Linked DNA regions of Mus musculus: region 2 is linked to region 1. The links are chromatin contacts, called in public Hi-C maps. All regions are on one chromosome and are shown on one strand. Each heading gives the region's core, a stretch centred on a gene start, on an enhancer-like site or on the middle of the called end of the contact. The rest is flanking DNA. Distances are from core to core; before and after follow the strand shown.

Evidence for each region. Hi-C and Micro-C count contacts between places; a contact is called where the count stands out from the background.
Region 2: a Hi-C map of embryonic retina shows a contact between it and region 1, with 1.6 times the contacts expected there. The contact joins two enhancer-like sites. A contact is called at or near these places in 6 of 39 promoter capture datasets (cranial neural crest, frontonasal cranial neural crest, liver and 3 more), 1 of 484 Hi-C or Micro-C datasets (embryonic retina) and 2 of 115 datasets of contacts at active chromatin or transcription factors (bone marrow-derived macrophages and embryonic basal ganglia).

What each region holds. Positions count from the first base shown.
Region 1 is chr11:11,819,023-11,826,173 of GRCm38.p6, forward strand. It overlaps Ddc (dopa decarboxylase), which reads right to left. Exons shown (of 15, transcript NM_001190448.1): 11 at 5,827-5,846; 12 at 3,173-3,271; 13 at 269-370. Among named protein-coding and RNA genes, the nearest start is that of Fignl1, 14 kb to the left of the region's middle. Within about 2 kb of position 2,774, at least 228 of the 459 cell types and tissues checked have an H3K27ac peak or open chromatin away from gene starts, as enhancers often do. A contact at or near this core is called in embryonic retina, where this site is marked.
Region 2 is chr11:12,254,364-12,261,514 of GRCm38.p6, forward strand. It overlaps Cobl (cordon-bleu WH2 repeat), which reads right to left. Exons shown (of 15, transcript NM_172496.3): 11 at 1,782-1,879; 12 at 1-608. Among named protein-coding and RNA genes, the nearest start is that of Gm12002, 57 kb to the right of the region's middle. Within about 2 kb of position 3,503, at least 4 of the 459 cell types and tissues checked have an H3K27ac peak or open chromatin away from gene starts, as enhancers often do. A contact at or near this core is called in embryonic retina, where this site is marked.

The sequences.
Region 1 (7,151 bases), core at 1,524-4,023:
AGCAGAGGATTACAGTTCCAGAGGTATTGGATGGACTCTTGGCATTGGGTCAAGAGGAAAGCATCCAATCACATCAGAGGAAACTGGGCAGCAAGTCCATGGAGGAGAGTCTACTGGGCCAGTCAGCCAGCCAGCGCGGCCTGCTTAGCACCACAGGTCATGTTCTGTAGCCCTTGGCAACTGGTACACAACTTTGCTTGTGGATGTCCTGAATAATACTTTATTGTGTTCAACAAAAACAAAGATGGCTGACACTGGCATAACATACCTTTAGCCGGAAGCAGACCAACCCAAGAATGACTTCTGTGCAAATTTCAAAGCGAGGGTCCTGGCGTACCAGTGACTCAAACTCATGAGACAGCTCCACGTGCTGGAAAAAGGGAAGGGAAACTTGCTGTCTTTCTCATCACAACTTTAGCCTAACCCTGGCCACCCAGTACCTTATAGGGCTGCACATCTATTAGTCATTCACATGCGCTGAGCAATGTCCTGCATCCTCACCAGCATTTCCCACATAGGTTGAGAAGAAACTCATCTGCCCTATACCACAAGGATTCCAGCTTCCTCAAAAAAAAAAAAAAAAAAAAAAAACCTCATTTTCTTCTGTCCATGGATCTATGTTTTAACCCCCTTCCGTTTATAATTTTATAATAAACATTATAAAGAAGTAGTTGAAGATTCTAAAAGAAAAAAAGGCCACCTTGACCTCCTCATGATAGCTTTATTAATTTGTAGATAGGAAACTGAGACCCTGCAAGAACAAGTGTCATAGCGTAGGCCTCAGTCATACCTGGGCTCAGCTGAGATTCACATCAGCTGCATCTGATGTGTACACTGGGGTATCACTTCTGCAGTAAATGGGATAGTGATCCCAGCCTGATTCCAACTTACAGACAGGAATCACCCTAACCTGCCACATTCAAGAGCTGTGTCCCCTCTGGTGTGATGGTGTGTGCCTGTAATCACAGCACCTGGAAGATTCTATGAGCCTGAGGCCAACCTGATCGACATACTGAGCCCCAGGCCAACCTGATCGACATACTGAGCCTGAGGCCAACCTGATCGACATACTGAGCCCCAGGCCAACCAAGGCTACATACTGAGACCCTAGCTCCAAAATAATAAAATAATTAAAAGGAAAAAGAAAACGCTATGTGATCGCATTGAATACACCAACTTATTTAATCTCTAGATGTTTAAAGAATTCAAAAACTGATTAAAACCACATATGAACATTTGCTCACTCTCCAAGGGCACACTTAGCTAATTGGAGCCTCCTGGCATCCAGCACTACCTTCCACAAGGCCCATCCTTTAGAGGAGCTGAAGCACACACAGCTTGTTTGGTCATAGATGCCACAGAAGCAATTGTCTCAAGTCTTCCCACCAGAGGGCACCAAAGATTCAGGACTAAAATGCTCTTCAATTAGCTCAAGCCTAGGAACGCCATCTTTGACCATTCCTATGGTCTCCTGTGAAGGCTGGATTGGGGCCTTTCCAGAAAGAGGTGTGGTGTGTCTTTAACCTGGCACAAGCTAATCGCAGTGAGCTGTCCTGAACTGAGAGTCATCACCACCTTTGACTGATAAACCACTTGGGGTTTCTTTCTTATTACACACAAGTTGACTCACCCTCCTTATCCCGTTTGCAATTGGATCAGGGACTATCTAGAAATCTACACACACTCTAGGTTTCTAGTTCTTTCCCCTGTGTAGCTTCTTACACTGCTCAATGTTTGCATACATTTCCTTACAACAGTTTTGTGACCTGGACAGATGCCAGTTTAGAAGAGACACGGGTACTCTTCTAACAACTGCTTTTCTGCATCCTGTCATAGAAGAGGGCCCGAGACACTCAGCCCCTGCCTTTAGCTGCACATCTGGTAATGCAGTGGGACTTAAGGGGAAAGCTGTCACCACCACAGGCTGGAAACCACAGGCATGCTTGCCTCATCAAGATGATGTTGTGGCTTAGAAAGGACTCAGCTGAAGTCACTGGGCCCTCTGCATCTGACTAAATGGGTAGACATGTCCTGGCTCATACTCAGGGCTTAGCCTGGAAACAAACAAACAAACAAAAAAAGTAGGGTAGTAGGACTTAGAATAATAAGCGGCTCCTCAAGCTACTTTAAGGCACATCATAGTGACTGGGTGGCTTATTGGAACCGAAGTTCCATACTGCCCAGAAAGCCTCCTTGAGACAAAAGGACTAGATGGTATCTATCCCAACCAACTCAAAGGTTTTCTTAGTTTGGGAGGTTTGGGTTGTTGTTGCTGCTGTTGTTCGTTTGCTTGCTTGTTTTATTTCATTTTGTTTGGCGGTAGTGGGGGAGAAAAACATTATGCTCTCATTACTAGTATTGCTCCGTCAAAATTACTGCTGGATGGATACGTGGAAAACATTAAATTTACACACTGCTTTTAATTAACTTCCTGGAGCTGATAACCTATATTCTAATGAAAGTGTCTTAGAAGATACATAGAACCAGTTTGTGAGTGCCTTAATCGTAAAGGCCCAAACTACTGCCTGATTCCAACGCTGTGCTTAAGGAAAAAAAAAAAAAAAAAAAAAAAAAAAACGCTCTTTCAGACAACAGCAGATCATGGCTGCTCTCACTCTCTTTCCAGCCTGAACTTTCCAGCCCCGGGCTGGGCCTCCCCTCCCCTCCCCTCCCCTCCCCTCCCCCAGAAGCTCTTTCCTATGTAATCCAGACATTTTGGCCTCTCGCTCCCCCTCACTCCCCCCTCTCTGCATTCTCTCTCCCTGAACGCGCATGCTCTTTCTCGCTTTCTCTTCCCCCTCCCCTCTGTCTCGCTCCTCGTGGCGCCTCGTTCCTTGGGACCAGTGAACTCGCCCCAGAGCTGCTTCCCAAGAAACCTGCCTTTATTCAAACCTGGTTTGAATTGACTCGTTTCACTGGGGGAGAATAACTTATCACATCCATTCCTCTGTCCCCAAAGGCCTGTCCCTTCTAGGAAATTGTCTGTCTCTGCTTGTATATGAAAATTCTGATGCCCTCATGTTTATGAAAGGGCCTCATGATGTACTTTTCAGAGCTTATCCCTGTTGTTAGGCAATGCATGATGGTGTTTGCTTACAAAGACACCTGAATTCGTTTCTGAGTTTCCTACGACCGACCGTTAGAACATTAGATAAACAAAGAAGGCAGTCACCTTTCGGATGTAAGCCTGCAGCCCCTTGACTCCGTACATTCTAAAAACAAACCACATTTTCAAAGAGCGAAATCGTCGCCCCAGTGGGATCTGCCAGTGCTGAAATAAAATATAAAGAACCCGTCAGTGAGAACAGTGCAAACAGCCAGGCTCCTTTTCAGCTTCCCAGTCAGCCGGTTTCTTCTGGAAGCAGCCAGTTTCCTATAGAATGGCCGTTTCCCAGCCGGGAAGGCGTACAACTTGTTGTGTGAGCTGGGGAGAAGAGAGGGAGAAGCTGCCTTCACATCCTGTGGAGATGAGGACAGAAGAAACACTGAACGAGAGGCACTGAAGTTTACCATTTTCAACGCACAAATGTCTGCTGAGTACACCCCAGAGGAGGCACTCCAGGAAGAAATAGGAATGATGTGGTCCTGCCCTAGGCAGCTTCCGAGGGGGCAGGAGGTCATCCAGGCAGAGAGAGGGTGCTGAACTCCTTGTGTGTCTGCCTTTCTCTGCCTGGATGCACTGAAGCTGCACTCTGAAACAGTATCAGCGCCTTTGTCTCACTGACCTCTGGGGAGTGACCCCTAATACCCTTTTACCAAAGAAGCCTGCCTCTGCTTCTCCTAGCTTTTCCAGACGGTCATCTGACAGGCTGTTCACACTGGCTCCTCACATTCTTCTTGATGGTGATGGATGATGGTTGGAAATGCAATAAAAGCACGTAGGAAAGGGCAGGCATGAGACACAGGCCTGTCGGGAGGATGGCCTTGCACTACTTCCTGGCTTTCTTTGAAATTCTTTTACTTGGGCTTACAAAGGGCGGGCTGGGGGAGGGGAGCTCTTTACTTCTTATCTAGTCCGGAGGCTCCAGTCTCCTGGAGAGAAAGCGCAGTCTCCCTTCTGGGTGGTGTTCTACAGTTGGGAAAAGCACCCTAAACTCGCCCGCTGTCTACCATCACAGAGCCCACTAAGAATTAGCTTTAGCTACAATTAAGAGTGAGCTCCGTGCTGCTTCTAGGAACACAGAGTTTATTTTTAAATGCAGTCGTTCCTCCCTGAATCATGAAATCTGAGACAACACCAAATGTATATATGCTGTTTCCCCTATACTTGTATGCCTATGGTATAATTGCTTTTTGTTTGAGGCACAGTCTCATTATGTAGCCCCAGCTGGCATGGACTTAGTAGGCTAGGTTGGTAGGCTAGGAGAACCTCCTGCCCCTGCCTCCTGAGTTCTGGGGTTAAGGGTGTGCGCCATCAGACTTTACTCCCTAGTTTAATTCCTTATTATTAAACTGTTTCTTTATGAAGGCCTCTGGTTTTCCTGAATTATTATGCAGCAGTCCTGCAACTTTTACCAAGTATATAAAATCAGAATGAGACAATAAGGCCATAGGATGTGCGGGGTTTTTTTGTTTGTTTGTTTGTTTTTCCATTTTGCTTCTGCACAGTTTAAGTACCATTGTGGGGAAGGGGACATCTGACCTCATGCCAAGTTCACTTAAAACAATGGAGGGTCTGCTGACAATTGCTGACAGACTTGCCAAGCTCTGTTTAACGTAGAGCTTTTCCTCTCAAAAGTCTGGCATTTGTACCCCCCACAAGAGTAATACAAATCCAAAGCCCACAGAAGTGTCAGGATGAAAAGATTTTAAGTGATCTTATCCTCAAACTACTTTTAATATTATTCTTATAGTATCCCTTAAATTGTGCTTTCTAAAAGGTAACTTGGATCCTAAATAGGGCTAGCTTGTACAAAGTTAAAGGAGAAAATGGAGTGTTCTCTTGGCCATACCCATAGCTGCACAAGTCCTAGCTTTTCCCCATAGCACAAGCTTCCATGAGACTCTGGCCTGGGAGAAGATAGGATGAAGATTCCCTGGTAACCTGCACCTGCCAGCCTGCAGCTGTCATCAGAAGAAGGAAGGGTACTCTGTGTCTAGGAGAGGCAATCCTGCTACCCCTTATTATCAGTGGCTGACATACTGCCCCAAGAATTTAGACACACTACTTCGGACAAGATGCTTTGATAGTGTCTTGTGTTCACCATGCACACCCGCCTCCCCACCCAGCAAATAAGCCAGGTCAGATTTTTTTTTTAGTCAGAGAGGCAGCAGATGAAGTGGGCCCCTTCGTGTTCTGAGAGAGACAGCAGATGCAGTGGGCCCCTCATGTTCCCAGCCCGGCTTGGCTTCTATTCTTGGAAGAAACCTCCCAGCATTACTTGCGGTTCCAAATTCCTTTCCAGAGCAAAGCTGGGACATCCTGGTGTTTTCAAAATCCAGAAAACATTTGTGGTGAATATTAAAAAAAAAAAAAAATGGAGAAAGAAGTAAAGTGAGTAGAGGAAAGACTGCCAAGACTACGATCCTGTCCAAGAGGCTGGCTCTTCTCTGACTCTGCCCTAGCACTCCCCAGGACGCTGCCCCAAGTACAGGCAGAAGGCAGAAAAAAGGGCCACGTGGGCTGTGAAGACCGACCCTTGATGGACGTGGCAGAGATGCTTACGGCAAAGCCACCTAATATGTCTGTCAGAACACATTTAGAAGCTGCCTCTTGTGGCCTCCTGCTCCGGAATGTGGTGGGGGTGTGTGTGTGACAGCAACAGCACAGTAGGGAGCCCTTGGCACCTCAGAGTTTGATTACAATGGGCAAAGCCACTCACTTACCCTGTAGTCAGTGATGAATCCTGGAGAAAAGAGAAAGACAAAAAGCAGCCATTAGAGAGAGGCCATTAGAAGAAAAGGTATCCTTTTTTCCTCCAGGCTTATAAGTGATGACTTCTGTGGCAGACATGAAACTATCCAAGGACTGGCTAGGGCTAAGTGTTCTGTGTGGCTCATTCAAGGTAACTGACTCAAGGGGAGTCCCTGAAAGCAGGATGCCCAGGACACATTTGGAAGGCTGAATTGTTAATGGAGCTGGTGATACAAAGAATGATTCAAATAATAAGGAGGTGGGGGGGGGGGTCGTCTCATCTCCATATTCAAGGGTGTTGACTGGCATCTGGCACAGAGCAGCTGCTCTATACACTCTGAGTCAAATTCCTTCTTATCCTGGACTCAGTGCTCCCACATGGGTTCTGAAAAGCCTGTTTAGCACTCTCATGTTCTCTGGTGCCTACAACCCTAGATCCCAGGACAGCATGGGGAAGAGAGCCCTGTGTGGAGTCACAAACCACAGTTTCTAGAGTGTCTTGGACACAGACTAGGGGAAAACACAAAGGCTGGCTGCAGCCCTGTTGGGCACAATAGGGAGTCAGGCACCTTGGAAATCTCTCCCAGAAATGCAGGCCAAGCAAAGCGTGCTGCAGCTTGCACACACCCCTGCTTTCTAGGCAATAGCAACTGTAGCATGGTAGTTTCAGCTGGAACACCTAACATACCCACGGTGCACTGCACTGCAAGGGAGGGTTCACATTCTCTATCCAGGACTTCTGAAGTAATTATTTGACTTCTACTGGGAATCAGGAAAGTCTAGGTCTTTTCTTAACGAGGATAAAGTAGCCATGTTGGGGACATACATAACTACTGGTCTCAGCCTATCTTTTGAGTGACTCAGAGACAGGGTCTTCAATTCCCATCCCACACTCTGACCTTTTCTCTGGAGCCTCTTGCCAGCAACGGAGCTCATAAACAAACTTGATGTCAGTGGCATGGTGCCAAAAAATAACCTGATAGTGACTCATAAAGGCCCAAGGTACCTGGCCATAACTACATGACTCATAAGTGAAAATGAATGTTTGACGTCGCCGCCTCAGAGTGTATGTGCCTGAGCTATCTGATACAGTACCGTTAGTCACATTCAGCTATTTTAATCTAGTTGTTGTGTGGAACTAAAGGAAATTGAAAAGGTAGTTCTGCCAGATGAGCCATCTTTCAAGTGTCATCTTTCCCGCTGTGGGTTAGCGTCTGCCATCTACAGAATTGTAGAGCATTTCCTCATTTCAGGAAACATGGTGGGAGGAAGGTACACTGACCGCTTTAAGAAGGAT
Region 2 (7,151 bases), core at 2,253-4,752, 440 kb after region 1:
GCCATACTTGAGTCCATAGCTTCCCCCTAAGGCCTGGCCATGATGAGACCATGGTGGGGGTGCTGAATTGGAGCTCTCATCCTTACCATCTCTTGGATTCACTCGCAGTGAGTTTATTCCATGACCTGCCTGTGTCTTCTCACTGTGACTAGAACCATGCACTTTGCCTTTATCCTTTGCTTTTGGGTCATCTATTAAAAGCTTTGAAACAAGTGATGTAACTGTGGGGTCTGTTTCAACTGGATTCTCATTTTCAGATGTGTTGGCTAAGGTTGGCTGATTTCTCTTCCTGTTATCTTGGGAAGGAGGGGAGGGATCAGGCTCTTTTCTACTTGTCCTTACGAATGGCTGGCTATGCTCAGTCTGAGATGGGGACAGATGAGATCTTTGGCTAGCAATGCTCCCCGTGTTAAAAGTAGTGGCATTGTTACATCTACTGGAGAACAGCCCTGAGTCAAAAGGCTCATCAGAAACTTCCCCGATAAAAGTGACTGGGATGTCATCCACGCCACTATCAGGGATTATGGCTTCTTGCAGACTGTGGTTGGATACACCATTGACAGAGTTGGTTAGAGAGCTAGTATCTGTTTCATAATTTTCTTCCATTCCTGTAGAGAAAGACAAACACAGATCACCAATTGGCACCCGTTTAGTATTAGCAACGAGTTAGTGAATGCATGGCCAATACTTTGATTTTCCCAGGGATTACTACTTTGGTAAAAAAATATACACGTTAAATATTTTTTTGTTTTGTTTTGTTTTATAATCTGCATCTGCCTGGGGCCAGAATAGGCCCGGAACCATTTGCCTATCCATGACGGTTCAGGGTACGATACTTACCCACCATATTTTATCAAATCACTGAATAATAAAACAGATGTCTACATTTAGTATCTGCAAGGTATTCTCTGTCGGGTGCACCGAGATTTTTGCCCTTGCATTTCTTGTGTCCACTAGAAGCACTGAAAGGCATGTAGAATGACTTGCTCTAGTTTTAATTTCTTAAAGAGAGAATAAGTAAATCTTGGTGTCTTCAGAATTACACCGACTCTCCAAAAAACTAAGTGATCCAGTGGGCAGTGGGTCATGTGGTCACAGACTGGGGGAGTCTACATGGCTGGTTAGGATTCCCAGAGCTGTCAACCAAATACCAATGACAAGAGACTAAAAACAGGATCAGTTTTCAAGTCTGCTTGTCATTGCTTTGCATTTCTAGTTTATATTTAATGTGTGCCATGAAGAAAATAGTGTAGCGTTCTTTGTGTAAAGGAATTTCTACTTATTCACTACAATTATTTGCATCTCCCTTAACCTTCTAGTGTTTTCCAAAGACCGTGTTAAGAGAACGGCAGTGCCATGGGTGCTCCACACTGAGGTGTTCATCATGGACAAAAGATTGTGTGTTTTGCACTACCAAGGATGAGTTTTACATTTTAATAAAGGCACTGCTTCTCTCTGTGCATCTCATATCCCCCTGGCTCATTTTGTATATTTAAATCTCTAATGTGTGTCTAGTATATCTTAATATAAAAAGTAGTATTACTTGCCCATATTTTAAAAACTACTGAGACATTTTTTTTAATATTGCTTGGAACCCTGACAAAAATCAGTCCATCACGAACAGCCCTCACCTGAGAGAGAAGTTCAACCTTTACCTACAGGCAAAACACATCCAAACTAAGTTGCAAACCCAAGACTTCTTTCTTATAGAGTCACACCAAAGTGCTAAGAAAACGTGATTGCCCGTATGGTCCGGTCACACAGGGTACTGTGGCTGTTACCTTCCAGGTCTTCATCAAGTTCTGCCAGGGTCTGATGTAAGTGGCCAGTGATGAATAGGTCTTCATCATCATTGGTAGGCATGGTGGCTTTCTCAGTCCTAGAGAATACCAAAGAAACAAAGAATGCATTGACTAGGACTTGTAACTTTTTTCCAGAAACGTCAGTCGATATTCAAGGCTAAGCAGTCCCACATTTGCTGTGACACCACTATTCTTGGAACTGAAAAGATTCATTATTTGCATGAATGATGTGTATGTCCATATATATTATACGCAGCATGTAAGTTACATATGTAATATGTGGTATATTTGGAGGTTATGCTTATATCCTCCCCAAACTGTTATCAACAGCTGAAGTCCATGCAGGTGTGATGTGGTCCCCATGTTTTCTCTCTGCTGTACTAGACAAGCAAACGTGCTGGTAAGACTCCAGGATAGCTGCACTGCACTGCAGCTGACATCTTAAGAAGTGAGGCACCTGATGAGCAGCTGTATGTCATGATGCCAGGGCTGTGTCTTCACACATGACTCTAAACTGCCAGCCTGTTCCTGACAATCTGCAATCTATCAGCATCCCCTGGGCTGCAGTCATGTAGGCTTTAGGCTCTGGTATAGGGCACTTTTTTTTTTTTAACTTCCTGTGCTGTCAAAGAGAATCTCAGAGCATATGGGGCTGTATGGGAAGTATTCAGAAACCCTTCAATTCTGCAAGCCCTGCCTCCCTCTGTGCTGCCCCTTAGCAGTAATCTACCTGCAAGACTTGAAAAGGAAAAACCAATTCACTCCTCTACAATAAGGGGCTTTCCTATTGTCTGACATGTTTCCTTTTCATCATATTACTGCATCTTAATTCCTGAACTGGGCAGAGGATAGCAGGGAAGGGAGCTTGGGAACCTCATTGTGTCGCCCACAGAAGGGAACTACCTTTGGATCTTTTTATTGTAATAGTAAAGACCTTGACATGAACAACAGAAAACATTATACCCACTGTAGTAGTATAAAAGCTCCCATTCTTGGCCTTCACTATGGCTTCCTTCTTAGAGGCCTTTCAAAGCAAGCCCCAGAAGCATGGCATGCCTTTGTGCTAGGGAAAGAGTGTTTGCCTGCTGGACTCCAAGTAGAATTTGTTTGTATGTATAAATCCTAGTATTGCAATCCTCACAAGTGGTCTGTAATGTAACTGGTGTTGTCACTGTCATTGTTTAGATAGGAAACTAAAAAGAGACCCACTGACATGTGCAAGGTCACATATCATTCAAAGACAGGTGGCACTTGTTCCAAAGCTTGAGTGAGGGTTGGCTGCATTGACCAGGTGGCCTAGCCATGTCTAGGGCCATGAGGGACAATGTGGCCCCCTGTGGCACAGGGCATCCTAAGATATGTCATCCTGCTGCTCAGGACAGCAAGGTCATGATTTATTTGCGTCAGAGGGAGAATGGCATATGTGAGACAAGTGCTGCCAAAACAATTTAAGAGCTGCCTCTGCAAGGGCCTTTGCCTCCATTTTCCTATTGTGCAGAAAATGCAGAAATGTCTATGGCAATTGTCCGTCTTCAGCGAGAGCTGAAGGTTCCTTTCCGCTGATTGTTAAAATTGAGGACCAATTTCCATCATTGCTAATCAGACCCAGATAATGATGCATGAAATGTGCCTTGTACAATCCTCACTTACGCAGCAAAAAATTCATTCTAATAAATGAGTCTTTCTTTCTTAGTGACTATGTCCATTTGGGAGCCAGGAAGTAGCTTCAAGATTGGTCTCAGCTAATGTCCTCTGACAGGCTAGACAAAAGAGGCTGGCTAGAGATGTGTGTGCATGCAGACCAATTAATAAGGACCACAAGAGGTGCACAATTGTCCTTCCCATTGCTTTGCTTTTGGCCTTTAATTGTTTCAATGTTGTTTGTTAAAGCTGTTTCTCTTTCAGGGAATGTGAAGAAAAAACTAACTCAAATATTTGCTGCACTATATGGCAAAGGAAAATAAGATACTGCTAGGCAAAATGGCATTTGATATATAAAGCAAATTATGTTTAGATTTATACTTGTAGTTTAGGATGCTTATATGTATACACATATATACTTTTATATCAAAGCATTTGTCTTTGTTCCAAGACTATATGGTTCTATCACTCAAGAGACACTAAAGAGAAGATTGCCTGTAAGAATTAAGTTCAAATTCCACCATCTTTAAAAATAAATGTTAAACTAGAAAAGAAATCACCTTGAAACTGCAGTGGATACAACAAACACATACGCCTGCTGTTGGTTTAAATGGAAAGCAAAATGGAATCAGATATCAACAAATACTTTATCTTTGTAGGGAAGCAATTCAGTAGAAGGAGAAAATATAAATATAACAGCATTCATTGTATTCTGTGGAAAAAATCTAAAATATTCAGCAGTTAGGAGAGCTACATTGTAAAGGGCAATAAAAATCAGTAACTCTGATGTCAGAGAGTCTGTGGAGAAATACAGTCCAATTAGTAACCATGACAATCAGAGAGCCTTCGGAGAAACACCAAGTAATGCTGCTTCTAGCACAGTACATGGAAAAAAAAAACAAACAAAACCAAGACCCAGAACTATATATAGGTTAACAGTGATGCTATAACCCCACATATGCCCATGGACAAGGGTGAGCCAGGAACGAGTCAATGTACCTTTCTGAAAGGAGGAATCACAGAGACTTTTACTACAATGAACCTAGCATGACAAAGCAATTTTAAAAAGCATGCGGGTGGATTTGGGTGCTCTTTTATGCATGATCATGGACAATTTTGAGACAGGGACTCTCTAGAGAGTTTTCTACAAAGGCTAGACTATCTGCTCAGTGAGCTACAGGGATCCTGTCTCTGCCTCCATTGTGCTAGCATTAAAAACACTGAGCCTTTTTATTTTTTATTTTTTTTAAGTATGTTCTGGAGATTGAACTCAGTACTTCATGCTCACACAGCAAGCCACTTTGCTGGACAGACTATTTCTCAAGCCTGATAAACATATTTTTTAAATTTTTATTAGTTATTTACATCCCAAGCGCTACCCTCTCCCAGCTTCCCCCACCGAGTCTGATAAAGCTTTTTTAATGTGCAAAACCTTAAATGCTATTTTTAGACTCTAGTTAATTATTTCTTTTTTGTTGTAAAAGAGTTTAAATGTTTCTTCATATAAATGGTATGCAAAACCTTGTTTCCTATAGGAGATGGCTGGGCCCAGGATCTCACCGGCCATCAGGGAGAAAGCTACAGTTAGTTCAGAGCAGATTTGGTCCTTCACCATACTCCTACCTAACTCAGGATCAGTCTCAACTACTCTGGCCATTAGCAGCTCTGCTCTAGGTGAGTAGACTTTCTCAGTTTCTTCCCTGTATCCAGAACTGTCTTGTTCAAGTACGAGAGTTCTATACTACTAAAGGTACCCCTTTACTTGTGTCCTTTTTTCCTGACCAGTCCGTTTCCTCTCACTATCTCATATGGACTTAAACATTTCCCTTGCCCCCACCCCCTGATGCTGGCACCCAGTGATGATAGGTCCTGCCAGCACATTCCTATTGCTCCCTGGCACTCTGTCCTTAGGGTCATACTTATTCAGGAAGAGGAATAGACATATGCCAGAGGTAGCCAACCTGGATGCCTTGTAGAGTGCAGAAAGGTCTAGCCACTGCCAGGCCCTTGGCTTAGGTTCCTTACAAAGCTGCCAAGTCCCTGAAATCTCTAAACAAGGTAGCAGTGTGATCCTCTTGCTGCTTCTTCATCTTGATCTACTTCAGATGTACCCCAAGGATTGCTATTTTCCAGGCCTGAGCTTCTCCATGAAGGGTTATCAAGCCAAGGTCAAAGCCAATGGCAATTTTCCAATTTTGCTTTTCTATCTAAGATGTCTGGGAGTAGATGTTTGTTTTTCCTGTGTGTCCATCTCCACTTTTGTAAAGGGTTACACAGATGCAGGATACTGGCATTCCTCTTTAACACTTACCTGGACTTAATCACAGGGCTTGAAGCATAGCTCCCTATGGGCTTATAGGACAGCACAAGGCATATATCATTGAATAGTGCATAGTGGGCAGAAAGCAACTCATCTGCTGACATGAAGCAAATGTGCACGGATGTTTCATTCCCAGGCTTCTTCCCCCACCCTCAATTATGACCAAATCTTAAGATATAGTTCTTATTGGAGGTTTGTTGTGGCTAAAGACCAAGAAAACAGAAGGCAAGCAATCAGCCAGTGGGCATTTTGCTATCAGCCTGCACATGTTGAATAAACACAGCCAGGTCTATTTTCTCACACACAACTGGAGGCAATGACTGCAGAGAATGTGATAATGTTCAGGCTACTGCTGCATACAGTCTGAGGGACTTTCAATCCCAGCGGTCTGGGAGGCTCATTCGCCTCATATGTACTGCCCTTTGGGAGTCAGGGTGGAGATGGGGGGTATGCCTCTCATCCAGCTGTGGCAGCTTTGGCCCAGCGTGGCCTTAGCACTGTTTATGTAGCTCCCGGCAGATGAGAACAGGCAATCATCCTCTACTTGGTGCTGGGACAAATAGGAGCTTGCTGAGTTTTCCTTTCTACTTGCTATTAGAAAGAAAAGGTAAATGGCATACTTCTGACTCACAGCACATTAAGGTATGCTTGGTTTTGATTTGGCTGAGTTCTTTTAAGAGATGTATACAGCTGTGAAAAATATCAGAGAGGAAAATCACGATGTTTTCAGAGAGCAGTTTAATCTGCTGATGAAGACCAAAGCAACCCTGTGACTGCAGAGTGATTAGGACAGCCTAGAGGTAGAAAGCCTGGGACGGGATGGCTGTTGCATATGCTTGACCCCCTCATTGCAGATGGAAGTGTTCCTCACTGATAAGGCTTCAGAGTCTAACACTAGTGTGCAAAATACATTGGGGGCCATATATGTGATTTTACATCTTCTTGTAGTCTGATTTGAAAGGAGAGAAGTGAAGGTAATTTTAATTGCTCTAATTTTAGCTTTATTTATACATGTGATTAACGAATTTCTTTACCGAGCACGTACAAACTATTTCAACGTGAACAGCCATGTGGCAAGTGCTTCTCAGCTAATATGACTAAGTGGCTACAGTATAGGGCAGAACTCCACATTTTTCTCTAGTATCAAATCAGGGCCTCATGCATACAAAGCAAGTAGTCTACCAAATGATGGGTATTCCCGGTGACTTCCATATTCTTGTGTGTTCTAATACTACTCTGAAGGACTGTACAATGCATTGACATGCTTCTAACTGTTGCTGTAGCTTCTGAATGCCGATGGTTATGAATGCTCAGGGGTGTACATGTTGTTCTTTATAAATGCTCCTGGGTTACACAGTTTCTACGATTCTAGATATTATGGTCTGTAT